2 separate regions of the Mus musculus genome follow, and region 2 is linked to region 1. A link is a contact called in public Hi-C data. All regions are on one chromosome and are shown on one strand. The core of a region is the stretch at or near the end of the contact, and the rest is flanking DNA. Distances in the headings are between cores, read along the strand shown. Region 1 overlaps Ttc8 (tetratricopeptide repeat domain 8). Region 2 overlaps Gm40554 (a long non-coding RNA gene).

Region 1 (3,345 bases), core at 701-3,200:
CTGGTTAGAGCCAGAAAGCACAGGCTTCAGCACTGCAAAACTTGTCAGGAGCTTGGAAGCAAGTGGTGGGGAGCACTTCCAAGGAGCACGGCAGAAGGTCTTAGCTGTCTTCATCACAAAGAGATGAGACGCAGGTAAGGCCGAAGATGTGTGCATTGGCCTGAGATGCTCATTCTACACTCTGTGCCTGTCAAGGCCGCACATCGTGTCCTGCAAACATAGAGAATCATTAATAAAATTTGAAAAGCAAAGCACCAAGCGCACAGACAGTACTGTTCTGAAAAACCTGGACAGGGATGACCAAGGGAAAAGAGGACTTGGAAGAATTTGACTCCACACGTGAAAGAACTTACTTTACATATTATTTCATATGTATAAAGTATGCAAGTGTGGTCTAGGGGTACCATCCTGGTCTATGTGAGTCTTGCATCTAAAGCAAGCCCTGTGTTTAAAGAAGCACTGTGTGGTGGTTCAAACCTATCATAAATTAGAGTCCTCCCGAGGAAGGAACAAGTGTGCGGGTGACAGTGAGTGTCATGTGACTTGAGAGGCAGAAGAGACCTGTGTGAAGTTAGACATAAGCAAAGTTTCATGGAGAATGGATGGGTGGACCATGAGAGGATTTAAGCAGCGGTATCATTTATTAATAATATCTGTTGAGGCAGATGTGATTTGCCTGCAGTCCAGCTACTTAGGAAGCTGAGGGAGGGGGGTTAGCTCAAGCCCTGGGTCAAGCCCAGATTGGACAACACGGTGAGATTATACCTCAGATTTTAATAAAATTAGTGTTAGATCACAGGCTCACTAGCTGTCCCGCCCTGGAACTCAGGCCACACCCTTCTCAGCTCTCGGGCAGAGCTGACAAAGTGACCTGTACTGCACTGACAGAGAATTCAGTCCCCTTCCTTCCACTCGCTGCTATTGAGCAAGCCCGGTCCTCCCCCCTGCTCCCCACCCCCAGTTCCTAGACTCAGGACAGCCACAAATCATACACTTTTATCTAGTGCCTTCCCTTTTGTCACCTGGAGTGCAGGCCAGGCCAGCTTAGGTCTCAAGCAATGGAGTTCGCCCACCACATCCTGCTCCAAGAACCTGCAGGAGTCAGGAACCACGTTAGTCCTTGGAAACTGGAGCTGCTTCTCCTCCAGGCCCCTCGGTGGCGCTGTGCGTGTTGGGCATTTCTCCTGATGGAGCTCCCTGCGGGAATCTGAAGGCTTCCCTTTAGTACCGCATGACATTGCCTCTGGATGATGCAGTCTCTCCCGATGCTCGCCCAGTAGTGGCTTTCCCTCAACTGTCCCTCGTCACCATGACTTCTCCCCTAATAAAGGTCATCTAAAGAGTCATTTGCATTGGCTCCTTTCTGCAAACCTAATTATGGTAAGTCAGAGCTATTAGGGACCTTTATCTATGATCACCACCATTTTTACAGATGTATACAGTAACTACGGAGGCTGCTGTGGTTTTTACCTATTATGTATTTCTAAACTTGGTCTGGGTTGCTTTCATTTCTTCTCTAGACCTGGCTCTTCTTACGTCTTGTCTTCCATATCTGGAATGCCCTTCAGTCAGCCACCAGGTGATTTCTCAAACACGATGTAGTATGATTGCGCTGTGCCTCTGGGCACTGTCCCTTTTCCCAGGTGAAAGGGTCCTGGCTGCCTCTGCATTCCCGGGCACTGCCTCCTTCCCAGGCTCACTTGGGAATGTTTCTTGTAAGTGTTTTCATTTAGGCTCATGTGGTTTGGTCTCTCTGCCAAGTGCGACTGTCCCCGCAGATGCAGGCTCCGACACCCCATTTCATTTGCATCTCTGTCAGACAGGGCCTCTCCCAAGGTGACCACTAACAAGCAGCCCTGCCTGTCTTGCTCTCCGCTCTTTACATTGCTTGTGCATCCTTCCCTGACCTTATGTCCCTCACTGAGTCATTTGTTAGCTTCTCCACCAGCTGTCACCTCCTTGAGGACGATGACCTCATGCTTTCGTTTGTATTCTGTCCCTTACCGTCTAGAACAGAGTCTGACATATGGCAGGCTGGGAGTAAATATTTGTTGAATGAATGAACTTAAATGGGTCAAAAAAAAAAGCAAGCAGGTCCTTGTCCAGTGTGACTAAAGTGTCGCTCTTCTCTCTGGATGTGGAACAGGAAATGAATAACAGTTCATCTGCAGCAGAGTACTACAAAGAAGTTCTAAAACAAGACAATACTCACGTGGAAGCCATCGCCTGCATTGGAAGCAACCACTTTTATTCTGACCAGCCAGAGGTTGCCCTTCGGTTTTACAGGTGGGTCTTACATTGCATGCACAGGAAACGTTGGGGGTGAAACAAGAGGTGCGCGCGGAGGGGTGGGGGTGGTGGAAGGAAAATGCAGACAAATTATGCATTCTCCATAGGCCACAGGTGTATAAATCTAGGAATGCATCTTTCAGCTACTTTCTAAGGATTCAAGTGGTATTCGGTACTCTAGGGGAATGTGGGCTGGCGCCCTGGAGAAACATACCTGCATGGTCAAGCTCACATTTTAGTTCAGGGTGGGTGCCTACTAGTCGTCAAGAAACAACTGACGCTAAATAGCTACTGAAACTCTTTCTCCATCACTGACTCTTAATACCACAAAACCTAAAGACAGTGAGGCTGAGGCAGGGAGGGATTTGCAGTTACTCTGAGTTCAGAGCTTTGAGGAGGACTTAGAGCAGGGTCACCTGCCTTGTGAGGTATTTGAGCTTTTTTTCAAGTCTAAGAAAGGTGTGGTTGTTGGCTCTGTTTAAGCACATGCTTATTTTATCCTGCATGTGGCTTCTAAAATGCATTTTGAAACATCTACTATTTATTTGTGTGAATGCCCGGATGAGGGGTATGCACCATGCCATACCTGGGAAGGTTGAAAGGTGTGAGTCCCAGAGATCCAACGCGGGTCATCAGGCTTGGGGACAGACAGCTTCACCTACTAAGCCATCCCTCTGGCCCGTGACGCTCACTTTTTACCCAGTGCTTTCAGCCCTCGTCATACAAAGGAGTAGACCGACAGCTGACAAGTCCTTCCCAAACACGTGCGGGGTGGGAAAGCTAGTGGAGAACAGAGAACTCTGCAGAGACCAGAGGTGATCAGCCTATCTCTGCCATGCAGCACAGACAGCCTAGTGCAACTGCAGGCCTAGTGGTAAACAGAGCCCAGCCCTCAGGCTGGGTCAGACCTCAGGGAATTCCCCGCGGGCACTGAGGCCTCTGGAGTAACACGCGTGAACTGTCTTTCTAGTAAAGCTTTTGGAATACAATTGAACAAATACTTTTCCGATCTTGTCCCTGGACACATACCCTGTGACAGGTCGTGAGCTGCTTTAA
Region 2 (3,664 bases), core at 9-2,508, 76 kb after region 1:
TAAATTGCACTTGATTAGAAATTGTTATGTCTTTTTTTTCCTTCTAATAACAAAATTAGTTTTGCTTTGGTTTGTTTTTGGAGACAGGATCTCATATATAACCTGGATTGGCCTGGAACTTTCATTTTTGCCTTCTAAGTGCTGAGATGACATGCCTGTGCCCCACGCTTGTTTTGGTTAAAAAAATTTTAGCTTCATTGCTATTTAGTAAATACGGTCATATATATATACATATATGTATATATATATATATATATATATATATTCAATGTGTTGTTGTTGAGACAGAACCTCATGTATCCCAAGCTAATCTCACATTGTAGCTGAAGATGACCTTGAACTTCTGATCCTTTTGCCTTTCTCCTGGGTGCTGAGGTTAGAGTTCATGCCATCAGACCTAGTTTCTGCAGGGCTGGAGACTGAACTCAGGGCTTTGGGCATGCTAGGCATATACTCTATTAACTGAGCCACATCCATAAGCATGAAAGAAAACCAAAACGGATAAAGAATTTTTGTAAGCCTACTATGTGAATCCTTAAGTCTCTCCCCTTTACTACTCAGTTCTTTTGAATGGGGCCAGGGGTAGCAAATGATTCTCATCTCGAGAATCACCTTCCTTGACCTACAATGGTATAGGAAAGAGTTCTGGGGTGTACACAGCATCAGTCAAGAAAGCACCTTGGATGATGAGCATCTGCCTGGCTGTCACAACAAGGAGTAAGACAGTGACAACAAGCCAACTTTGGGAGCAAGCAGTGTGTTGGGGGCATCTGGTCTGGAAGCTCCCCTGAGATGTTCTTCTCCCCTCTGTCCTTCCTGATTTGTATCATCCTGTTATAAGAAGACAGTGTTCCGTTGTCTCAGGGACATTTGTAACTTCATTACACAGATATACCCCTATACCTCTGCCTATCTCCTATTAGCACAGCAAGGCAAGGCAAAAATATTTAGCAGCCTCAATTTTAAGACAAATAAGGAGATAGCAATGGGCTCGTTTTACATCTGACTACCTGTTCTGTTGCACAGATGAGTACATTCTCTCCAGACTCGCTCTGCGTGCATGGTGTTACTGCAGGAGTACCAGTTTGCACTTTTCTTGAAAGAATGGTCTCCATGTTTACCCAGAGAAAGGAAACTTCACCCCCAAACCTCAGAGCACTTCCCAATGAGCTCGGGAACTGTTATTCTACCTCAGGCTACTGAGAGGCACAGCAGTCTCCCTGTGCTAAGCCATCCCTCTGCGGAAGCCTGTGACTCATCCCTCCACTATCAGAATCCTTGACTCTTGACATCTTTTGGCACCAGTGAGCAAAACAGATACTATATAAGAGGATAACTATGTTAGTGAGGGAGTAGATTTGGATTCAATTTGCAGTTGGCTGTGTTTGGGTTACCTCTGGGTCAGCCCTACAGATTCTCTGGGCTATGGCTATCTGGATTTCAGGAAAGAAGCCAACTATTGGATCAGACACTATGATGCTCACATTTACCAATTTCCCTATTGTAACTATGGCCTTTGTGGCTGATTTTTAGCTTGTCAATGGTTTAAAAACAGATTTTCAATTTTCAAAACCTTTGAAAGCTCTGTGATGCTCTTCTGGGTATACACAAGCCAGATGCAGCACAACACTAGAGGCTGAGAAGAGGAATACACATTTCAAGTCAGCAATACCAGACAAAAGCCAGAGAGGTCTTAGAATAGCTGTGTCATGAGGAAAGAAGTGGGCCAAAGGCCTGTCTTCTGGGCATCCTGCGTCCTCAGCATCCTGCACCTCCCTCTTCCTCCCTCCTGGGACACACAAAATCCTCCTCAGAGGGTGAGAATTTATAAGGTCCCAAACTCAGTGTCTAGCTCTCTAAAACCAAAGCCCATAGACTAGGGTTCAAAGTCAGGAAACAAAGAGGTGACTCCATGAGAATCTGATTCTAAAAACCTAACCACCGGCAGTGACAAAAACAAAAACAAAAACAAAACAAAGCAAAACACCAAAAACCACCTGCAAAAGTTCCCCTACCTCAAGGCAATCTACGAGTGTACTGCCAAGGAGGTCTGCAAGCAGCCAGGCTAAGGGAATTAGCTGAACCTCTTGCTAGAGAGAGGGCAGCTGATCAGGCTGAGGGAAGGATACATCCCAGAGAGGCAGCAGATACACAAGGCCTCCAAGAAAGGACTATGAGGCTTTGGCATGTCTGCCTAGCACTGGCTGCTTGGCAACCACAGTTACCCCATGGATCAGTAACCTTGAGCTATCAGTTGTCCCATTCACCATCTTCATTCCCCTTAGAAACTGACTAGCTTTTCAGGCATGGATTGGTACTGCCACTGATCTGCCATGCAGATGATGTGCAGCATCCCCTACTGTGGAAAGGATGATGTGGGCCTGACACTGTATGATGCTATAATGATCAGATGTCTTTTATACTGCTGGCACTCTAGCTGATGAGTTGCATTTTCTAACTAGGTGGAGTGAGTTTGCCCTGAATCTAGGAACTGGATTGATTTTAACAATCATTGTGACTTCCACTCCAGCCAAGCGTTTGTATATTGCAAGTACTATTGGACCCTGGGTCAAGCAATAGTGGGTATCTAACTTAAATCTTGACTTATCCCAACTATTAGCCTAACTTACTTATCATTACAAAAATCTTACCAGTCGGCCTCTTTAACTCCACTTATATGGGGAGGTGAGGCTCAAAAAGATTAAGTCAATTCTGAAAATGAGTTCTGAGGATCAGACTCCTGCACCAGGAGACTCTATCATGGCCAACTTGAAGACCTACAGAGCAGCCAGTGTATCCGAAGCTCCTGGATCTTCAAGCATCTTTCAAAGAGAAGCGATGGAGCAAGTGACAAGAGTCTAAGAATGAAACCAAGTCTCCACTCTGTCACTCTCTGTGTGAGCAGAGCCATCTGGCTTTCTGTGTTCATTCTGAGCCGCATGGGTTGTCTGTTTCACAAATGATCCGAGACATGTTCTTGCCTTGGGGGGCGGGGTGTCACATGCTCATTATGGCCGACCAGAGGGCATCTAGCTTTTTCAAGGTCAAAATGTACTGACATCCTGGTGAGGTACAATAGAACTGGCTAGGAGGTCCAAGACCTCATGACAGGAGGTGGGCCCAGCCCTAGGGAAAGCTGGGTACATTAGTAATACTAGAAATGGCTGTAAGGGAAAAAAAGACAAAGAGACATATGATTTGTGGAACACACATGAAAATCCTGTTCCTGACCGTCATGGCCTCACACTGACATGATAGTTCCCCCCAGTAAATCACGGGCCCCAGGACATCCCAAAGAGGCAGGAAAAGATATTGAAGACAGTGTTTCTTTTCTTCATTAGTCATGATCTTCTTCACTGATTATCATGGGAATTTTCCTCTCCTGCTGGCAAAGTGCCAAGGAGAGAGTCAAGGACCAGCAGGAGGAAAGCTATGGGTCACCTGGAGGGCATAGTAGCAGATGACTCAGATTGGAAGCGGATGGCTGGGCACCAGCTCACCGCCCTAATTGCATTAGCACCTTGGCCCGGTTCATGCCTAGCCTGCATCGTGGACAGAGCATGGAAAGACCTGATTTAATTTTAGCCCAATATGGTGCCCCCATTTCCTCGTGACAAGAGCGGCAGGCTCTGGCAGAGTGGTGAACTCTCCTTCCTCCCCTACA

What was found. Hi-C and Micro-C count contacts between places; a contact is called where the count stands out from the background.
Region 2: a Hi-C map of the N1E-115 cell line shows a contact between it and region 1, with 4 times the contacts expected there. The contact joins two enhancer-like sites. A contact is called at or near these places in 1 of 15 datasets of contacts at CTCF or cohesin (the NIH/3T3 cell line), 5 of 484 Hi-C or Micro-C datasets (the C2C12 cell line, the N1E-115 cell line, cortical neurons and 2 more) and 2 of 9 other capture datasets (adipose tissue and liver).

Annotation. Positions count from the first base shown.
Region 1 is chr12:98,972,496-98,975,840 of GRCm38.p6, forward strand. It overlaps Ttc8 (tetratricopeptide repeat domain 8), which reads left to right. Exons shown (of 14, transcript NM_029553.4): 10 at 2,147-2,286. Among named protein-coding and RNA genes, the nearest start is that of Gm40554, 50 kb to the right of the region's middle. Within about 2 kb of position 1,951, at least 27 of the 459 cell types and tissues checked have an H3K27ac peak or open chromatin away from gene starts, as enhancers often do. A contact at or near this core is called in the N1E-115 cell line, where this site is marked.
Region 2 is chr12:99,049,348-99,053,011 of GRCm38.p6, forward strand. The region is part of intron 2 of Gm40554 (a long non-coding RNA gene); the gene reads left to right. Among named protein-coding and RNA genes, the nearest start is that of Gm40554, 27 kb to the left of the region's middle. Within about 2 kb of position 1,259, at least 9 of the 459 cell types and tissues checked have an H3K27ac peak or open chromatin away from gene starts, as enhancers often do. A contact at or near this core is called in the N1E-115 cell line, where this site is marked.